Regions from separate parts of the Nomascus leucogenys genome. Here region 1 is linked to region 2. Evidence: chromatin contacts called from public Hi-C data. All regions are on one chromosome and are shown on one strand. Each heading gives the region's core, a stretch centred on a gene start, on an enhancer-like site or on the middle of the called end of the contact. The rest is flanking DNA. Distances are from core to core; before and after follow the strand shown.

Region 1 (5,751 bases), core at 1,045-3,544, 270 kb after region 2:
AGATGCTCAACATCACTAGTCATTAGGGAAATGCAAATCAAACTACAGTGAGAGACCACACCCCTTAGAATCAATTAAATAAAAAAACAAAAACCAGAAACTAACAAGTGTCTGGTGAGGATACGGAGAAACTGGAACTCTTTTGCTTTGGGGGTTCCCTCAAAGCACAAATGTAATAGAAATGTAGCAGAAGTGTAGAATGGAACAGCCACTGCAGAAAATGGCATGGTGGTTCCTCAAAAAATTAAACATAGCAATCCCATATGATCCAGAAATTCTATTTCTGGGTATATACTCAAAATAATTCAAAGCAGGATCTCAAAGAGGTGTTTGTACACCTATCTTTATAACAGCATTATTTACAATAGTCAAATGTCTATCAACAGACAAATGGAGGAACAAAATAAGGTATATTCATACAATAGTATTATTCAGGCTTTAAAAGGAGAGAAATTCTGACACATACAATAACAAAATGAACTTTGAGGACATCGTGCTCTTGAAATAAACCAGACACAAAAGGACAAATACTGTGTGATTCCATTTATATGGGGTATCTAGAAGAGTCAAATTCAGAAGCAAAGTAAATAGTGGTTCCCACAGGCTGGAGGTGGTGGGGAAAGAGGAGTTAGTGTTTAATGGGTACAGAGCTTCAGTTAGGGAAGATGAAAACGTTTTCTGGAGAGGGATGGGAGTGATGGTCGTGCAATAATTGTAAGGAACTTAAAGCCCTTGAACTGTACACTTAAAGTGGTCACAATGGTAAAACTTAGGTTCTGTATATTTCTATATATTTCTCTATTTCTTTTGGGGCAGTAGGACTGGCTACATAATTTGCAGGCCTGCCCAGTGCAAAATAAAAATGGAGAAGCCCTCGTTCCAAAATGTTTAAGAATTTCAAGAGAGTGACAGCAGGGCATTAAACTGAGTGCAGAGGCCTTTGGAGCGCTACCCAGGTCATCCCTCATGAAGCCGGGTGGCTGGGAGGTGTGTAACAGTTAGTTTTCTGTGTCAACTTACCAGGCTACAGTACCAAGTTATTTAATCAAACACACATCTCCGTGTTGCTGTGAAGATATTTTGTAGATGTGGTTAACAATCAGTTGACTTTAAGTAAAATAAATTATCCTTGATACTGTGGGTGGATCCCGTGAAATCAGTTAAAAGGCCTTAAACTCAAAAATCTAGGTTTTCAGGAGAAGATGAAATTCTTCCTCAAGACCACAGCAATAACTCAGTCTGAGTTTCCAGTCTTTGGGGCTGCCCGACGGATTTCGGGCTTGCAAGATTATGTGAGCTAATTCCTAGAAATAACTCTCTTAATAAAAATATATATTGGTTCTGTTTCTCTGAAGAACCCTGACTGATACATAAGAAAAGAAATGGATTGGTGAAGTTAATAAAAACAAAAGCACAGCAGGCTTTCAAAATCATCAAGTCCAAATCACCCTGATGTTCTGCAAATGAGGAAACCAAGGCTCAGAGAAGTGATGAAACTTGTCCAGTGTCACACAGCAAGTTAGGAAAGGCAGCGTCTTCACACTTCTCCATCAAAGAGCGCCTGGTAGCCGTGTGTTTTCTATAGCTTATATTTTAATTTATAAACGTCTATGAATTTTGCATTTTATTCCATTATATAATTGTGTTTTCCATTTTTAAGTAGTGTTTTATTTTCAAAATCATTTTCCCTAATATTTCTGCTCTAGGAAGGAGTGTCACACCTGTTCCGCGGACTTCTGACCCCGCACACCAACCCGATGGAAGTAGTGAAGACAGTAGGGACGCACAGCACAGTGAATTAAGCCTGAAACCCTGAGGCTCAGTAAAACTTCAATTTCTAGAAGCCTAAAGCAATCGAATGTTCTAGAAATAGACTTTCCAGAACCAATGCACCTTTCGGTTCAGCTTTTAGATGCATATGATAGTCTTTCTTTGATGTGGGATTTTTTGGTGCTTGAGATCGTCTTTCCCGATAATTCTCCTTGCAGAGATCTTTTGATATGGAGCGGCGTGCACAGAGCCCCAAGGTTGGGCGCTGAGGGGCATCGCTGATGCGATCCACGTGCCTCCCCGTCCTCAGGCCGCTTCCTTTCCTAGTTTCCAGGTCCTCGTTTCTCCCAGCGCTGCCGTCTCCATCTAAGCCCAAGGCCCCGTGAGCCCGCGCTGCCCCCTTGTGGCCAAAGCCCTCCCCAGCTCAGGAAACGGGAACGCGTAGCGGACAGGCTGGGAGTCCGTGCGCGTGACCCGGCTTCTGCCCGCAGCGTCCAAGAAGTTGCAATCGCGTGGAAGGATGGGGAACGGCGCCTCCCTGGCTAGCGTGAAACTCAACCACAGCACAGCACTGAGGCTGTTGGCCGTGAGCGGCTCTCAAAGCTGAATTTGAGGTGAGAGTTCGCCTGCCAACAGGGCATGCGCAAATCTCACCATGTAGAGTGAGTGGCTGTCCGGCAGCTTCTCCCCTCCAGGCCGCCACCTGGCCCCACACTCCTCAGGTGCAGGGCCGAGAAAGGGAGGGGTCCGGGTGAGCTCTGAGCGTCCCAGGGGATACAGCACCTGACCACCACTCAGAAAGCCCCCCCAAAAATACAAAGAGAATTGAAGACAGATGCCACCTCGCTTCACTAGTGGGGGTTGGGTGGGGATAGCCCAACATCGGCAGAGCCAACCTGGCCACCTACATGGGAGGGGCCCCGGGGTAAGATGAGGCTTTGTGACCTAAGGAAGGTAGGTCGGGCTGACTGGGGGAGAGGGGCCAGTGAAGCCCCCATCCCTAGGGACACAGCTCAGCTGAAGGAATCTCACTCTGGGCCTTCACAGGGTTAGCATCCTGTCAGCCCCTGCGCGGGGAGGGGGTATTCAGGTGGCCCCAGGTGGCAGCTGTCTGAACCCAGGCGAGGCACACAGGAGGACACCAAGCCCTGGTCTCCGACCTCAGCCCTGCACAGCCTGCTAGTCCCACGCTAAAGTAATTGAGGAATGGCACGGAGACGGGAGCGGACCCCCAGAGAGGCACCAGGAGAGTTACCGAAAAGGAAGAGTTCGCTACAGGACAGACATTTGGTTTCAAACCGGAAGGGATGCCTCCGAGTCCCCTGCGAGAAAGGTCTTATCCTTAGGTCTGCGGTTACAGTTTAGTTTAGTTTAGTAGTTTAGTTCAGTTTAGTTTAGTTTAGGTCTGCGGTTACAGTTTAGTAGTTTAGTTCAGTTTAGTTTAGTTTAGTTTAGGTCTGCGGTTACAGTTTAGTAGTTTAGTTCAGTTTAGTTTAGTTTAGTTTAGGTCTGCGGTTACAGTTTAGTTTAGTAGTTTAGTTCAGTTTAGTTTAGTTTAGTTTATAGTTTACCTCAGCTCAGCTCAGCTCAGCTCAGCTTCGTTTTTTGAGACCAAGTCTCACTCTGTCGCCCAGGCTGGAGTACATTGGTGTGACCCTGGCTCACTGCAACCTACGCCTCCCGGATTCAAGCAGTTCTCCTGCCTCAGCCCCCCAAGCAGCCGGGATCACAGGCGCCCACCACCATGCTCAGCTAATTTTTGTATTTTTAGTACAGACGGGGTTTCGCCATGTTGGTCAGGCTGGTCTCGAATTCCTGCCCTCAAGTGATCCACCCGCCTCAGCCTCCCAAAGTGCTGGGATTATAGTCGTGAGCCACCGTGCCCGGCCAAGTTTGCGGTTACTAGAATGAGGCCAAAGTTGGGAGCTATTTCCAAAATGGAAGACTGGAAGACAGAAGAATACCTATGAGTACCCTCATCCCAAAGTCCAGGTGGGGCCTTGAGTCAGTAAAAAGGAAGAATTTCAAGGCAGTATCTCAGCAAAGATGCACTAAATATCTGAGCCTGGTGTATCTTAGTTTCCACCCTGGTTTTCTTCACCATATGGCAGGGCTTTTCAGAGATTAAGAGAGGTCCAGACATTTCCAGAAAATTCTTTTTTTATTTTTTATTTTTTTTTGAGACGGAGTCTCTGTCACCCAGGCTGGAGTGCAGTGGCGTGATCTCGGCTCACTGCAAGCTCCGCCTCCCAGGTTCACGCCATTCTCCTGCCTCAGCCTCCCGAGTAGCTGGGACTACAGGTGCCCGCCGCCACACCCGGCTAATTTTTTTGTATTTTTAGTAGAGATGGGGTTTCACCATGGTCTCGATCTCCTGACCTCATGATCCGCTTGCCTCGGCCTCCCAAAGTGCTGGGATTACAGGCGTGAGCCACCGCACCTGGCCCATTTCCAGAAAATTCTAAAACAGACTTACTGACATTTTTGGTTAAAATTTTTGACGCACACAAAGTGAGATTATATTGCGTTGTGCTCGAGGTAATGGCAGTTAGAGTTTTAAAAACCAATACCCCCAGGCATGGTGGTGTGCACCTGTAGCCCCAACTATTAGGGAGGCTGAGGCAGGAGGATCACTTGGGCCCAGGAGTTGGAGGCTGCAGTGAGCTATGATTCCACCACAGCACTCCAGCCTGGACAACAGGGCAAGAACTCATGTCTATTTAAAAACAAACAAACAAACAAAAATGCCTCGTGTTCTCTAAGCATGTGGGCTGGTGATGGGCACAGGTTTCAATGTGGAAAACAAACACCTTCCTTTGACAGTGTCAGTGCATCTCTGGTTTTATATTCATGAAGTCATTTGTAAATGTGTTGAAGTCTTCTTATGAATGTGAGGCTGGAGTAAGTGTCCCCCTGTCACCCCCTCCTCGTGATGAACCTTAAGGATGGGGGCTAGTCTTTATAGGATTGGGCACCTGAGCAGGACTAGGGGTGAAGGTGGGGTCCTGGGAGAATGTCTGGCACCAGCTCAAGGTCATGGTCTTTTTCCTCTGGGTGCTGGTGGCAACAAATGAGGACAGGCAGGTAGTATTGCTGCACCTCTCCCTGTCCCCTTTCCTACCCTGAGGAAGTCCCCACCCTGCCTTGGGCTGGACCAGAGCTAGCTAGCGGCAGCTGTTGGACTTCCAGTGAGCTAGCCCTCAGCGTGGCATGGTGGGGGCTGGGGCAGGAGGAGCTGTCCACACTGTGATGTGGCCCTGGCCAACACTGAGAGATGCCATCATCTAGGAGGATTATGACCAAAGGGCTGGGATTACAGGTTAACCAGATCAGCGTAGGAGAAGAGCAAACAAACAGGTCATTATTAACCTTGTAAATGTGTCCCCCAGGCCTGGCCTTTGCTGTTATCACATCGGCTGACTTAGTAATCATTGGTTCTATAGTAAACCATGGAGACCCAAGTCCTCTTTGCGTTGTCTCTAGAACTGCTGGATACTTCCTGGGTTTGCCACTATCCTATTTTCTAGTGGGCCCTGTGACCCCCAGAGTCAGACCTGGGTTCATTCTTAGCTTCAGCACTTACCACTGCAAAAAAGTGGTCCCTGTTATTCCCACAGCCCAGCCTCTCTCAAGGTGACCTCGCCCTGGGATGCATCATGTCTCAGCCTCACGCTTCATTGTGGACAACAGCTCCTGGAACCGGTTTATTGTGGAGGCTCAGCTTATTTGAAGACACAAATGTGAACCTTTTATTCATTCTAACCAGTGTTCCATCACCTGGTAACATCTCAAGCAGACTCTATTACTTCCAGATAACTCCACAGTTAAAAGAACAAGCGGTTTGCTTGAGAATGTCAGGCATTTCCACATCGAAGCACTTTGCCTCCCGCTCTGCTGCCACCTATTCTACACCAGAGCTCTGCTCTGCACACCTGGGTGGCTTCCTGGCTCCCACCCCTTTCCTACTCCAGGCCACTTCAC
Region 2 (5,294 bases), core at 1,467-3,966:
TTGTCTATTGACTGTCTATGCCCCCTGTTCAAATGAGAATTCCATGAAGCTAAGAAGAGGCCACGGCACACAACAGCCATCAGTACCCATTTGTCTAGTAAATGAGTGATTTGCACCCTGCATCAGGCTGACCACACTTGGCTCTCATTCTTCTCAGATCCATTTGGGACTAGACTACTCAGTCCCTGACATCATCCTGAGTGTCCACTGACTTGACACCATCATTCTTCTGCTAAAACCCCCAGCTGCTCTTCACAGCAAGGGTGAACCACAGGCCTCCTGGATCCTCCTGCACGTCCATCCTCATTCTAACTACCTTGAAATTCCCTCGGTGCCTGGAAAGTCAGGCTTTCCCACTTCTGGACCCTTCCAAATGCTGCTGCCTCTATCTAAAATACCCTCTTTCACCTGGCTAACACCTCCTCTTCCCTCGGGTCTCTGCTGGAAGCTCCTTGAGGCTGGAAATTGTCTATCTTGTCTCCTGCAGTATCCCTGGGACCTTGCAGTACCAGGCATCTGCTGGTGCGTGGCTCTCTGCTCTTGAATCCTGGCTTGGCCCCAACCTGAGGGCTGTGCCTGGGTGTTCTCAGCCTTGACCCCTGCCCATCTCCTGATCAGCACCTCGGCCAGCCAAATAGGGATCAGTCATGACCTGAACCATGATCCCTCCTTTACCTGGGCCCCAGACCCCAGGCTGGCCAGCACTTATGCCAGCTGTCCCAAATCAGGATCTGCCACTTCTGCCAGTGGAAACAGGAAAAGCATTGACAGGGACCCACGTTAAGCAAAAAAGATGACAGGAGTAATAGGGTTACTCATTGAGACATGCGTACTGACAGCATCTTTACATTCCCCTTCAGTTAAACTTTGTCAAATGCATTTGGAGTGGAACAGACTTCTGTATTTAAAAAGGTATTGCAAAAAAAGAAGGCAGGGCCGCAGAGGGGCCCAGAGACCAGGCACTGGGGACTCGAGCAGCTCCTCCTCTCCAGTCCATGCAGCTTCACGCCAGCTACCCAGTGTTCTCCCAATTGGGGCTCTGACTCATGCATTGGCAGGTGATGAAATAAATTCAATGTTTCACATTCTGGGTAATTTTTAAAAGTAACAGAGGCCAGGCAGAGTGGCTCACGCCTGTAATCCCAGTAGTTTGGGAGGCAGAGGAGGGCAGATCACTTGAGGCCAGGAGTTCCAGACCAGCCTGGCCAACATGGTGAAACCCTATCTCTACAAGAAATTAAAAAAAAAAAATTAGCCAGGCATGTTGGTACATGCCTGTAATCTCAGCTACTCGGGAGGCTGAGGCACCAGAATCACTTGAACCCGGGAGGCGGAGTTTGCAGTGAGCTGAGAGCACGCCACTGCACTCTAGCCTGGGCGACAGAGGTCTCAAAAAAAAAAAAAAGTGAAGTAACAGAAAATACCAGAGTGCCACGGACATGTTCAGAAAAGTTTTGTTTCAACTGATACGTATGTTCTGGGTCACAAGGGAAAATGTATTGCTTCCTATGGGCTAAGATTAAACGTTTTGGAAAATGCTGAGTTAGGCTAACCATTATCTTCTGTTCATTTTTCCTTCCTGTATCGAAGAATTCTCCATGTTAGTTTTGCCCTGTAAATTGCTCCTGGGTTTATGTATAGCCACTAGAACTCTAGGTATGGAGATGCTGGTTTATAAACCAGAACAGGCCAGCCAGCCAGGGTCAGAGGCCTCTCCCCCAGATAATACAAACCGTGGGATCAGCTGGGCAAGTAGGTGACTGGTTTGGGGGAAATCTTAAGGCTCCACACCCCTGGCCAGGTCTGTGGCTCCTCCTCCACTTCTAAACTGAGTGTGCCAAGCTACAGGGCTCATGGGCTGCACCCACATCCGTGCCGCTTAAAGGGACCTGGGCCACACCCGGCTGGCACAAGGGGTGCATGGCCTGGGCCCTTCAGAAGCAAGTGTCGCTGTCTTGGGAACATCATGTAACCTCAGCTCTCACTTTCTGTTCGCATTCTCTTCTCCCAGCACGGGCCCCTGGGCCGACCTTGAAGAAGCAGGCAGCCCTGGGAACCTGGGTCGGAGAGGTGGGGTCCTGCATGCTGGGAGCGAGACGCGGGCACACTGGGCTCTGGCAGGCAGGAGGGGCGGGAGCCGCAGAGCTAAGGGGTTCCGGGTTCCACACCCGGCTCGGCCGCCTCGTGCAAACCGCTGGTCTTACCCGAAAGTCGTGGGCAGTGTCCTTCACCGGCTGCACGCGGTGCCCCTGGTGTCGGGGGTCGGCCTGGCAGGAGCAGCACAGTAGCTCCTTGTCCTCGAGGCAGAAGAGGCTGAGCTGGCCGCGGTGCAGGCGGCAGACGCGCGAGAAGCGGTAGCTGGTCCAGCGCGCGCCCTCGGCCTCCTCGCGTAGCAGCTTCTCCACCAGGTTGTTGAGGGTGTGGTTGGTGCGCAGGTCGGCGGGCGACGCGCGGTCTTTGCACACCGGGCAGGTGGGCGACACCTGCACCTCCCAGCAGCGGCTCACACACCCGCGGCAGAAGTTGTGGCCGCAGCGCAGAGTCACTGCGTCGCGGAAGGGGTCGTAGCAGACTGCGCAGAGCAACTCCTCCTTGAAGGAGCGGGAAGGCCCGGGGGACACGTCGGGGCTCCGCTCCATGGCACGAGCAGCGGGCTCAGGCGCCCGGAACTTTTGCTCCGGCCCCTCCCACCCGCCTGGCTGCCAGCGCCCGCGACCCGAGTGCTGGGAATCGCCCAGTCCCTTCGCCTAGAACGCTGAGAGACAGCGGCGCTGGCCAATCGTGCGGGGGGGAAGGGGGAGGAGGGCCGGAGGAGCCCCACCCACTTCCGGTGTGTACGGGAAATCCTGGGAGAGTGGGGCGGGCCTTTGTGCCCGCAGTTCCCGCCTCCTCAGGTCCGGGCGGGTCCCTGGCCGGGGTAGCACGGAAGGGTCTCCCAGGCGGCGCAGTAGGGCTTCCGTGTCACTGGAAGCCTACTTCCGGCTGGAAATGGGAAAAGGAGACTCTTCCGTAACCAATCCCCGGGAACCTCAGGCCCGCGGATGGGAGAAACCAGAGATCCCAACTTCCTGCTTCCGAAGTAGTGGCTGGGTCTTAAAGCACCGTGAGTGCAATCACCACTTAAGTTTGCAGCGCCTTTTTGAGGACCTATGCCACTCTTGCATTAGTCGTTTACTTATTTTGGCCAGTCTTCTTCTGCCCCGCCGCGGTAAGGAGAAACAAGAGAGGGGAGGCGGCAGAAGAGCTCCGAGAAAACCTGATTCTTGTCCTGTGGTTGAAAAAGTGAACAAGTCATCATGTTTCAAAGTCCATTTACTCATGAGTACAATGGCTGTAATATCTGTTTCAATGAAATGTGAGGATAAAGTGAAATAAATGTGGAAAGTGCTCATGACAAGCACTGTTTTAATGGGCAAGTGTCCATTAAAACAGTGAAATTGAGGACTTCTGCAAAGTTTAGCTGAGATAACTAGAGTTCGTGCTCAATTCTTGCCTGGTACAGTAGGCCTGGATGGTTCCTTCAAATCTTCGTTCCTGCTTCAGTTTGATCACTTTACAGCCTCCGGATGCAGAATACTTTTCACACGATGCACTTTCATTCCTTTTCTATTGGGAGACATGTGTCATGTTCCTGCATGTCTTGAGAGAGCAGAGGCACTGACTGCCTTTTTCCAACTATCTTTTCAAGGATGTTTCTGCATTGAATAGCCCTGGAAGGCAGTATTCTTGTCTCTCCAAAGATCTGGCAGACTTATTCCCAATTGTAAGAGATTTGAGTTTCCTAAACTTGGGGCCCCTCTGCTATAATGCAACCTGCCTTCATCACATAGTCGTGCAAGAATTAAGGCTCAGAAACTGGCCCCATGACAATACTGTGACTACTGTTATTGCTGTTAGTATTATCCTTTGTCTCTGACCCAGGAGTCTCATATCTTTTACCAGTATTCATGAAATTTTGGCATGCAAACTTGTTAGTGTTGAAACTCAGAAAACAATACCCCAAAATGGCCTCAAAAGCAGAAATTTTTCTCTGCCTTCCTGCCCTCCTGTCTCTCAGTTCCCCAAGGATAGCCATAGAAATTAGAATTCCTTTTCCCCAAGGCAGGTCATAGAAACCAGAACGCCTTTTTCCTAAAGCTAGTCTTGAAACCTTAAAATATTACTCTAACTTTCTCTCTGCCTTTCTGTGGAAAAACCGGCCATAAAGAAATTATCTGACTTACCTTGTTTGACTGCAGGCCGTAAGAGCCCGATTCCCGAGAGGGTCCTGCCCCATACCTGTTAGGGGTAGAAGGTGTCTGAGTTAAGAGCAGTGAATCTGTATGGGTCTGCAGCAACCTCAGTTCTTGCCTTCTTAGAAGAAAGAATTAGACTGAGGGGCATGATATAGTTTGGCTGTGTCCCCACCCCAAATCTCATCTTGAATTGTAATCCCCATAATTCCCACGTGTCAACGGAGAGATCAGGTGGAGGTAAATGAATCACAGGGGTGGTTTCCCCCATGCTATTCTCCTGATAGTGAGTTCTCATGAGATCTGATGGTTTTGTAAGTGTTTGGTAATTCCTCCTATGTTCATTCTCCTTCCCGCAGCCTTGCAAAGGCGGTGTCATGCTTCCCCTTCACCTTCCACTGTGACTGTAAGTTTTCTGAGGCCTCCCCAGCCATGCGGAACTGTGAGTCAATTAAACCTATTTCCTTTATAAATTACGCAGTCAGTCTAAGGCAGTTCTTTATAGCAATGTGAAAATGGACCAATACAGGGCATAAGGCAGAAAAAAAACTGAGGCAAGTTTCAGAGTAAGAGTGGAAGTTTATTAAAAAGTTTTAGGACAGGAAAGAAAGTACACTTGGAAGAGACCCAAGCGGGCAACTTGAGGGACAAGTGTGCCATTTAACCCTGATCCTGGGACTTCATATGCTGGCCCACTTCTGGAGTCTTGCTGCCCTCTCCCTTCATTCTTCCCTCAGTGTGAGCTGCCCGAATGCACAGTGCCCTCCTTATGCTTGGGAGGTGAGCATGCACTGTGTGCTTAGGAATTTGTACACATGCCCATCTGAGGCTTTCTTCCCTTTTCCAGTGGAATGCCCCCGGAAGGTCATACTCCACTATTTTGTCTCTTAATGTGCATGCCCAAGCTCACTCACCCAATTTCTGAAATTTTATTGGAAGCTGATTACAAATCTCAAGTGTTTTTATCTGTTTGGGAAATTGCCTATGCCTGGCACCTGCTTTAACATCAGTTAACATCAATTAACACTTTAGTGTGACAGCTGTGGACCATCAGGGAATTGT

Evidence for each region. Hi-C and Micro-C count contacts between places; a contact is called where the count stands out from the background.
Region 1: a contact with region 2 is called in a Hi-C map of a lymphoblastoid cell line, with 7 times the contacts expected there. The contact joins the enhancer-like site here to the promoter of TRIM35 in region 2. A contact is called at or near these places in 2 of 4 Hi-C or Micro-C datasets (a lymphoblastoid cell line and an unstated tissue).

What each region holds. Positions count from the first base shown.
Region 1 is chr8:32,409,692-32,415,442 of Asia_NLE_v1, forward strand. It overlaps EPHX2 (bifunctional epoxide hydrolase 2), which reads left to right. Exons shown (of 19, transcript XM_030817011.1): 19 at 1,707-1,900. The coding sequence ends at 1,740. Among named protein-coding and RNA genes, the nearest start is that of CLU, 22 kb to the right of the region's middle. Within about 2 kb of position 2,295, the one cell type or tissue checked has an H3K27ac peak away from gene starts, as active enhancers do. A contact at or near this core is called in a lymphoblastoid cell line, where this site is marked.
Region 2 is chr8:32,143,079-32,148,372 of Asia_NLE_v1, forward strand. It overlaps TRIM35 (tripartite motif-containing protein 35), which reads right to left and starts at 2,717. Exons shown (of 8, transcript XR_004031306.1): 1 at 2,205-2,717.